2 separate regions of the Mus musculus genome follow, and region 2 is linked to region 1. The links are chromatin contacts, called in public HiCAR-type maps. All regions are on one chromosome and are shown on one strand. The core of a region is the stretch at or near the end of the contact, and the rest is flanking DNA. Distances in the headings are between cores, read along the strand shown.

Region 1 (4,447 bases), core at 554-3,053:
ACAGCTGAATGCCTTTTATTTTTGAGGACTTCCTACACTGTTAGCATCATTTCCATGGTGCTCCTCCCCAACACAATTCCTCCACACAGCCTCTTGAATTTGTGACTATGAACTCGTGACGATGACTGCTTCTATATTACTTTCATACACACCTGCTGAGTCCAGATAGTGTTGCCTCGATGGGCCCCAAACTACAGGCTCTCCCTCTCTCAGCCACTGACTACCTGGAGTTCTTCATCTAGAGCGGGGCCTAATAGAATGTTCCTTTATCCATGTTCAGTATTCATTACAAAAATGCAAGTCCTAGGGAGATGGCACTAAAATGAGTTCTTGGTCATAAGGAGACACTTTTTGAGGGATTGAAAAATGTGCCCATAAGGCCAGATTTGGTGGCTCAGCACATGGGAGACAGAGGCAGGGCATCTGATCCCAGGCGAGCTACGTACCGAGATTCTGCCTTAGAACAAAATTGACAGAAGACAAAAACATAAAGTCAAAGCACAACTGTTTCTTTTCTAGCTGCGGAGATAAAATACTAGACAAAAGCAATTTTAGGGAGGGTTTCCTCTGGCTCACTAAGTAGACCTCTTTCAACTACAGTGGAGAAGGGGATGGGGGAAGCACCAGCAGGCCAGTACCTCGCAGCCCTTCCTGTTATTGGTTCTTCAATAAATCTTATCAAGAAAATTCCTCACTGGCATATGCTGCGGCACCTCTCCTAAATGACTCTAGGTTCAAGTTTATAATCACTGTGATCTAACACTTCTCTCCAACAAAACAACAAAATCCCCCCTCAAAGACATGAACATAGAAGCAAAAGGCACACCTGTGAATTTGGGGCCCTGTGTTTTGGTGAATCAAAGACATGAAAGGACTCCATCATTAGACTATTTAAGGATGTTACTATTTCTCAAACGGGAACACGCAGATGAGACATAAAAACCCACAAGACACAGTCATAGCTGCCTGTTCCCAGTGCGACTGTCTGAGTAAGCACTTGCAGCTCCACCGGGAGGCAGCCTCACAGCTGAAGAACAAGCATTTGAATCCCCCTTTTCCTAAGAAGGAAACCCAGGATATAAAACACATCACACTGAGCAATCAGAATCAAGACATAGCAACAAAGCCAGGACAGCCAAGACCTTGAAGACCATGCCTGCATTCCATTCTCCTTGGCTGGCAATCTAGAGCTTTTGAAGAGTTATGAAGCAGAACTCAGGACTAACAGGGCTAGGCCCCAGGAAGCTAAATCTGGCAGGGCTTTGGATGTATCAGTTCTGGGAAGGAAATAAGTTAACAGTTAAGTTTGGTGACTGTAATCTGAGGTTGGAAAGTACACCAGTTTCTATTAAGAGAACCCTCCCTTGTTTTCACCATGTCTCTCATACTCTAGATGTTCCTGCTCTGGAAGATAAACCATGTATGTCAAATTCTGAACAAAGATAAGAATCTGCTTAAGAGACAGTGACCATGTGAACAGAAAAGAGCACTGCTGCAGGAGAATTCCTGGTGTGGTACAATGACTGGTTGTTTTCAGTCCAAGTCTCTGGATAAGATTTCAATAACGAGAGAAAAGAAATGGAAAAAAAAATCTAGGAGATTTTGGAGAAAAAAAGACTTTAGTCTGGAATTTGACATACTGGCAGGAAATACATGTTACTGTGAGCAGCTTATTGGAAATACTCGAGAGATAGAGCCACTCATGTGGAAGTGATTATGGCAATCACGAGAGCAAGTGAGGCTGGCAAAGGACAGAACACAAAGATGGCAGAGAAGCCTGAATCACAGAGAAAGGCTCGGCAGGAAACCCCTCCCTCTGATGTGAAGTATCAAACAAGGTTCCAGGCAGTTCTGCAACAGCTTTACAGTCAGGGCAGATGACATTACCAACGGCCTATGGGAAGTCTGAGTGTGGCTGGCTAGGAAGCCTATGGGCAACTTCACAGCCCATGTCCTGCTTAGTATTTCCACCAGGTTTATTCTTGGCAAAAGTGGAAGGCTGGAACAGAAGCAGACCAAAGTTGCCCACTGTATCAAAAACAGACACGTTAGACCAACTTGGCTATGTCTCTGACTATAAGTGCCTGCTTAGAAGAGAAATGTACGCATATAGTTAATAATGCCAAGTTTGAGGCTGGAGAGATGGGGAGTGGTTAAGAGCACTGGCTGCTCTTCCAGAGGACAATATGGCAGTTTATGACTGAAACTCCAAGATTGAACACCTTCGCATAGACAGACATGTGTGAGGCAGGCAAGACACCAATACACATTAAAAATAAATAATAACAATAATGATGATAAAGAATGCCAAATTGCAAAATGAATTTAGGCAGTTTTGAGTTTGTGAGGTGAAGATTTTACTACTTACCAAGGCAACTACTTTTTCTAGACTGGCTATGTGCTTTTCAAATATAAATTTGTGTGCAGGTTTATCGTGGAAAGTCTCTGCAGTGTATGGATGCACGTGTGTGGGGCTCAAGGACACCGCAGGCAAGTCCTTGGGAACCACTGTGTTACTCACTTTTCTGCTGCTGTGATGAAATACAATGAGCAAGGCGATAGTGTTTTGGGGCATTCAGTCCCAGGGAGACTTGCTCATCGCTATGTCAGAGAAGCAAGGTAGGTGTGGTAACAGGAACAGGTCACGTTCACCTAGCTAATCCCAAGTAGGAAGCAAAAGGGATGCACTAGAAACGGCTCGTTTTTCAATTCCCCCACGCTCTACTTCCTCTAAAGTAATGGCTCCCTAACGTCCCAAATAGCAGCAGCTGGGAACCAAGTGTTCAGATGCCCGAGGCTATGTGGGGCATCTTACTCAAGCTACCACAACTGTGCACTTCAAATATTAGTTATGTATTGTCCCATGGCACAATGTGGAGGTCAGAGGACAACTTCGGGGAGTTGGCTCTTTTCTGTCACATGGACCCCAGGGACGAAATGCAGATAGATCATCAGTATTGGCAACAAGCCCCTTCTGTTACCCACTGAGCCATCTCACCAGCCTCCACCTATGGAGACAGGGTTTCTCCCTCGGACCTGAGGCTGATTAGGGCAGAGTGGCAGGCTAGTGAGCCCCAGGGACTTGTCTCTGCCTCTCAGCACTGGGATAACAATCCCAACATTTCACGACGGGGCTGAGGATCAAACTCAGCTCCACCTGCTTACACAGTAAGCAACTTACCCGCCACTTGCAAAGCCCCGAGAAAGCCTAGCTTTTAATACTGCGCATGCTCAGTAGTAAGCTGTGGAGAGTCGTCACGATTGTTAGTAATAGTTTCATGCTTTTGAAACTGAACTGCAATATTCATTAAAGTAAAAATGACTCTGGCTTACTGGCAGTGTCTAGAACATGGTGACCCATGCAGGCGATGAACAGCCTCTTCTCCAGAACGGTTTTACAGCCAAAAGATTCCATCCGTGATAGGTTTAGAGAACATGGCCAAATTTTCCACACTGTATGCTTTCTGAATTTCTAAGGCCTAGTTTTAAAAGCTCAGAGCTTGAATAGGTTGTCATCACTTCAAGTGTTTCCTCACATATGAAGGCCGTTCCACAGATTATAACTGACCTGGAAAGTCCTACAGGAGTGATGTCATAGCTGTCTAATGTTCAAACAAGATACTACAAGTATTGGTGGTGATATGGTGTAAACAAACTTACTGTGCTGCCAACTGTACAAAAATACAGCCTATGAAAAAGCCAGGGCATGGGAGTTTGCCTAGAATACCAAGGATGTGGAGGTGAGGGGTTTGTTGAAGTTTAGGACAAATTAATGACCTGGCCAACATAATAAAAACTCATTTGAAAAAAAACAAAACAAAAAACAGAATCCCTAAACAAAAATTAACCAATGCCTCTCTCCTCTATATAATTATGCATAGTAAATAGCTGGTAATATATAACCAGGGTACTGGTTTATAACTTCACTGAATTTCAACAGTAAGAGTGGGTGTCTAGCCAGGCAGTGGCACCTGCCTTTAGTCCCAGCACACAGGGGGCAGAAGCAGGTGGATTTCTGAGTTTGAGGCTAGTCTGTTTTTCTACAGAGTGAGATCCAGGACAGCCAGGGTTACTCGGAGAAACCCTGTCTCAGAAAACAAACAAGAAAGAAGGAAAGAGGGAGGGGTGGACTTCTAAGCCAGGCACAGCAGCATTCAGGAAGTGGAAGCAGGATCAGATTTCCAATGCCATCCTCTGCACACATCCACACCGTTTTGAGGCCAGTCTGCACTATGAGATCTTGTCTCAAAAACAAACACAAGTGGATTCTTAATATAAAAGTGTACTGTTGAAACAGCAAGCTGGATTCTACCAACAGCAGCTTTACACGTTACATCAGTCTGCACCATGACACTGCTGAATGATCCACTGACCCACGTCATCAAGGTTCCTGTTTATGTTCCCACAGTGATGAAACTAATGGCGTTCTCAGAACGTATCCAACACG
Region 2 (4,205 bases), core at 74-2,573, 1.1 Mb before region 1:
CTTGAGCAAATGTCACTGATTAGCCTAGTTTTCTCCTCAGATGAAATTGGAGATGTTATACCTACCTGGGTTTGTTGGGTATTTTTTTTTTTTTGTTTTTTTGTTTTTTTTTCGAGACAGGGTTTCTCTGTATAGCCCTGGTTGTCCTAGAACTCACTTTGTAGACCAGGCTGGCCTTGAACTCAGAAATCCGACTGCCTCTGCCTTCCAAGTGCTGGGATTAAAGGCGTGCGCCACCACTGCCCGGCTTGTTGGGTACAGTGACACAGACACCTGGAACTACTTTGAAAAATGTATAAACAGATATTATAGTCTCCCCAGTCTATAATAAAAACTTAAGGCTAACATCAGATACTTTCTATATTATAGGCATTGTGCTTAGCACATATGTCTCATCTAATCTTCAAAACAACTTTAGGAGGTTGAATACTGTTATTATTCCCATTTTATAGACAAGAGATGTCTCAGGGAAAGGGAGCCTGTCAGGCAGTAAAATAATATAAGTTTCCAAAGGCCATACTCATGAAGTGGATTATAGGCGTGGAACCAGTTAGCAGTGGTGTCAACGATTTTGAATAACTGTCAGATGTGCATAGAGAAACAGTTTAGAATCTGGCAGAAGTTGTTGGATAATGACTGATTCATAAGATAAACGAAAGAAATCATAGGACTTTTATTCTATATTTACTAAAGTAAAAAAATCAGCCTGGTTATTGGCTTAAGTCTGTAAATCCCAGAAGTCAGATCAGAGGCAGGAGAATCTCATGGAGTGCCAGGTTGGCACCTTGAGCATACAGAGGAGGTGGGGGTGGGGGCAGGGAGAGAGGGAGAATTACACTTTGTTTCTTCTATGTGCCAGTTCCGCATAGACTCAAATGGGTACTGCTTGACCTGATGTGTGTGTGTTCGCGTGCGCGTGCGCGTGTTTCTGCCACTTTCCAGCTGCCTGGGTCTCCGGCTTAGGCTAACTTCCCCACTTTTTGGCTTGTGGTCTAGTCGAGCAGAGCTCTGATCTAGACAGTGATGCAATGCCTCTCCCTTTCTGGTCGCCCTTAGCTTTCCTGGACAGCAGATAGGGAGAGACCCTATAACCACCTCCCTCCCGAGGGCGAACCAGCAACTTCTCCTCTCCGCCTCCGGTCGTCTTCCCACACAAAGTGACGGCGCTGCCCCGCCCACCTCCGCGGGTCACCGAACAATCCTTGAACTATATTTCCCAGAGGGCCAAGCGGCGACGCGCGCTCACTCACTCCAAACTACAGGTCCCAAGATGCATCACGCGATCGCGTCTTCTACTACTGCGCAATTGCGGAACCGCCTTTGCTTTCCGGCTAGTATTTAGGTGAACGTTATTCGTGGTTTGCTGAGGTCCGAGGTTTGCTGAGGTCGGAGGTTTCCAGAGGTCCCAGGTTTCTGTGAAGCTGGTTTTGAGTCCGTGCCCGTATAGGTAAGGCTTAAGGATCCCAATTACCTTTGAGAAGCCCCGGCAGATTTTGGTGTCGGAGCTAACTAGACCCAGAATTGTGGTTCAGAATTAGAAATAGTAATTTAAATTTCTTTGGTAGTTTGTTGTTTGTTTGTTGTTGTTATTTCGAGACAGGGTTTCTATGTGTAACCCTGGCTGTCCTGGAACTCAGAAATCCACCTGCCTCTGCCTCCGCCTTTCAAGTGCAAGGACTAAAAGGCGTGTGCCACCACTGCCCGGCAGTAGTTTCTAATTTACAATGTTTTGTTTTTCCAACTGTGGTCCTTGTTATTCCCGGCCCAGCACCGTTACAAGAGGACGTGTAAAAGCCCACCATATAGCAGCTGGGGAGTTGGTTCAGGTATTAAGTCGTTGGATTATAGTAAGTAACTACTAGTAGTCCCAGAGTTGGACATGCAACTGTTTTCTGAGTCTGCACCCAGTGTCCTGTTCTTTGCATACGATTCAGAGCTTGTTTCGTGTTGGCTAAGGGAGCTGGACAATGGGCATGTGTTACTTTGTTTTCCAATAGAGTGATGGAGGAAAGACTATGCAATTCAAATCTCCTGTTAGTTACATCGGTAGGTAGTTTTCTTTTTATGTCCTAGTCATTCACTCTTACTTTTTGTTGAGGTGTGTTACTATTCCACCTACCAGAGGCCCAGGAGCAAACAAAAATACCTTTACTGCTGGATAGTGGAGGCGCACGTGTTTAATCCCAGCACTTGGGAGGCAGAGGCAGGTGGATTTCTGAGTTCCAGGGCAGCCTGGTCTACAGAGCATTCCGGGACAGCTAGGGCTACACAGAGAAACAAACAAAACAAAACAAAACACCTTTAGCTTCTGGTTGTGGAGAGACTGGCTGTAAACAGTGAGTCTGGCAGCAATAAGAACTGCAGAAAAAGATAAAGGGACTAAACCAGTGGAAGATTTTTTTGAATAGTGGCCTGATGTGGTGATTTAATCAAATGTTTAATTTGGGTCCTAGGCACGTCAGCTTTACTGGAAAGATGAGCGAGGAATCCAATGATGACAAGAAGCCAACGACTAAGTTTGAACTAGAGCGAGAAACAGAGCTTCGATTTGAGGTGGAGGCCTCTCAATCGGTTCAGTTGGAGTTGTTGGCTGGCATGGCGGAGATCTTTGGCACAGAGCTGACCAGAAACAAGAAATTCACTTTTGATGCTGGTGCCAAGGTGGCTGTTTTCACTTGGCATGGCTGTTCTCTGCAGTTGAGTGGCCGGACTGAGGTGGCTTATGTCTCTAAGGACACCCCTATGTTGCTTTACCTCAACACTCATACAGCCTTGGAGCAGATGCGGAGGCAGGCAGAAAAGGAAGAAGAGAGAGGTCCCCGAGTGATGGTAGTAGGTCCTACTGATGTGGGCAAGTCCACTGTGTGTCGACTGCTACTCAACTACGCAGTGCGTTTGGGCCGCCGTCCTACTTACGTGGAGTTAGATGTAGGCCAGGGCTCTGTGTCCATCCCTGGTACCATGGGGGCCCTGTACATTGAGCGTCCAGCAGATGTGGAAGAAGGTTTCTCCATCCAGGCCCCTCTTGTGTATCATTTTGGCTCCACCACGCCTGGCACCAACATCAAGCTTTACAATAAGGTCAGAACTGGAATTTAAGAGGGGGTGGAGGGAAAAGTTACAATCAGGGTAGGAAGTAGGGAACTTTGTTACTTAGAACTGCAAAATTTTCCTTTTGAATATAATTGCCTTTCTTATTTTTATTTTTTGGTGTGGTATTACTGCCACCTGATTTCATAAGATCATTTTAACATAAGTCAGCTGTAGACTGCATAGCATCTTGTGGCATTATTCGTAGTAACTCATTATTAAGAGGTAAAACAGGAAGCAGGGGGCTTGGAGACATGGCTCAGCAGTTAAGAGTCTGGCATATGCTGGGCAGTGGTGGCTCACACCTTTAATTCCAGCACTTGGGAGGCAGAGGCAGGTGGATTTCTGAGATCGAGGCCAGCCTGGTCTATAGAGAGAGTTCTAGGACAGCCATGGCTACATGGAGAAATCCTGCCTTGAAAAACCAAAAAAAAAAAAAAAAAGGGGGGGGGTCTGGCATATACCTTTAATTTTAGCAGATTCAGAGGCAGTCCAGTCTCCATAGTGAATTCCAGGACATAGTAAGACCCTATTGCAAACAAAACAAAACCAAAATCAAAAACAGTACTACTCCTGTCAAGGGTCAGAGTTGACTTCCTAGCACCCATGTCATGCTATTCCCAGTTGCCTGTCACTCCAGTGCTAGGAGGATCTGATGCCTTAGGCCTCTGTGCACCTGCACTCATGTGCACAGGCAGACATACAGATACATAATAAAAAATAAAACACTGTAAAAAAGAAGCTTAAGTAACATAAAGTTAAATCCATGTTATGGGGTTAAAACCACAGTCATTAAAAACATCAATTTTGATGTTAATATATCAGTGGGTATTGTAGCTGATCCCTATAATCCTAGGACTTGGAAAGCTAAGATAGGACTTTCAGGAGTTTGAAGCTAGGCTAGAGCTTTGTACTAAAACCCTGTCTCAGAAAAGTAAAACTACTGGGGCACTAAGGTTAAAAATACTTTGGTGCTAAGGTTGCATGTAGCTCAATTGCCAAGCACATTTCAAGGATTGTGGTTGGGTTTCCAGCCTGTAAAGCTTTTGGATGATACCTATTACTCAAAGAGGAACTTAGATGGATTTAGGAGCTGGAGAGATGGCTCAGTGGTT

What was found. HiCAR-type assays count read pairs that join an accessible place to other places.
Region 2: a contact with region 1 is called in a HiCAR-type map of astrocytes, with 4 times the contacts expected there. The contact joins the promoter of Clp1 here to the enhancer-like site in region 1. A contact is called at or near these places in 7 of 39 promoter capture datasets (the C10 cell line, cranial neural crest, embryonic stem cells and 4 more), 2 of 115 datasets of contacts at active chromatin or transcription factors (astrocytes and microglia) and 1 of 9 other capture datasets (adipose tissue).

The regions. Positions count from the first base shown.
Region 1 is chr2:83,673,192-83,677,638 of GRCm38.p6, reverse strand. No RefSeq gene overlaps it. Among named protein-coding and RNA genes, the nearest start is that of Zc3h15, 31 kb to the right of the region's middle. Within about 2 kb of position 1,803, at least 59 of the 459 cell types and tissues checked have an H3K27ac peak or open chromatin away from gene starts, as enhancers often do. A contact at or near this core is called in adipose tissue and astrocytes, where this site is marked.
Region 2 is chr2:84,724,405-84,728,609 of GRCm38.p6, reverse strand. Clp1 (CLP1, cleavage and polyadenylation factor I subunit) reads left to right here and starts at 1,323. Exons shown (of 3, transcript NM_133840.3): 1 at 1,323-1,447; 2 at 2,454-3,081. The coding sequence starts at 2,476.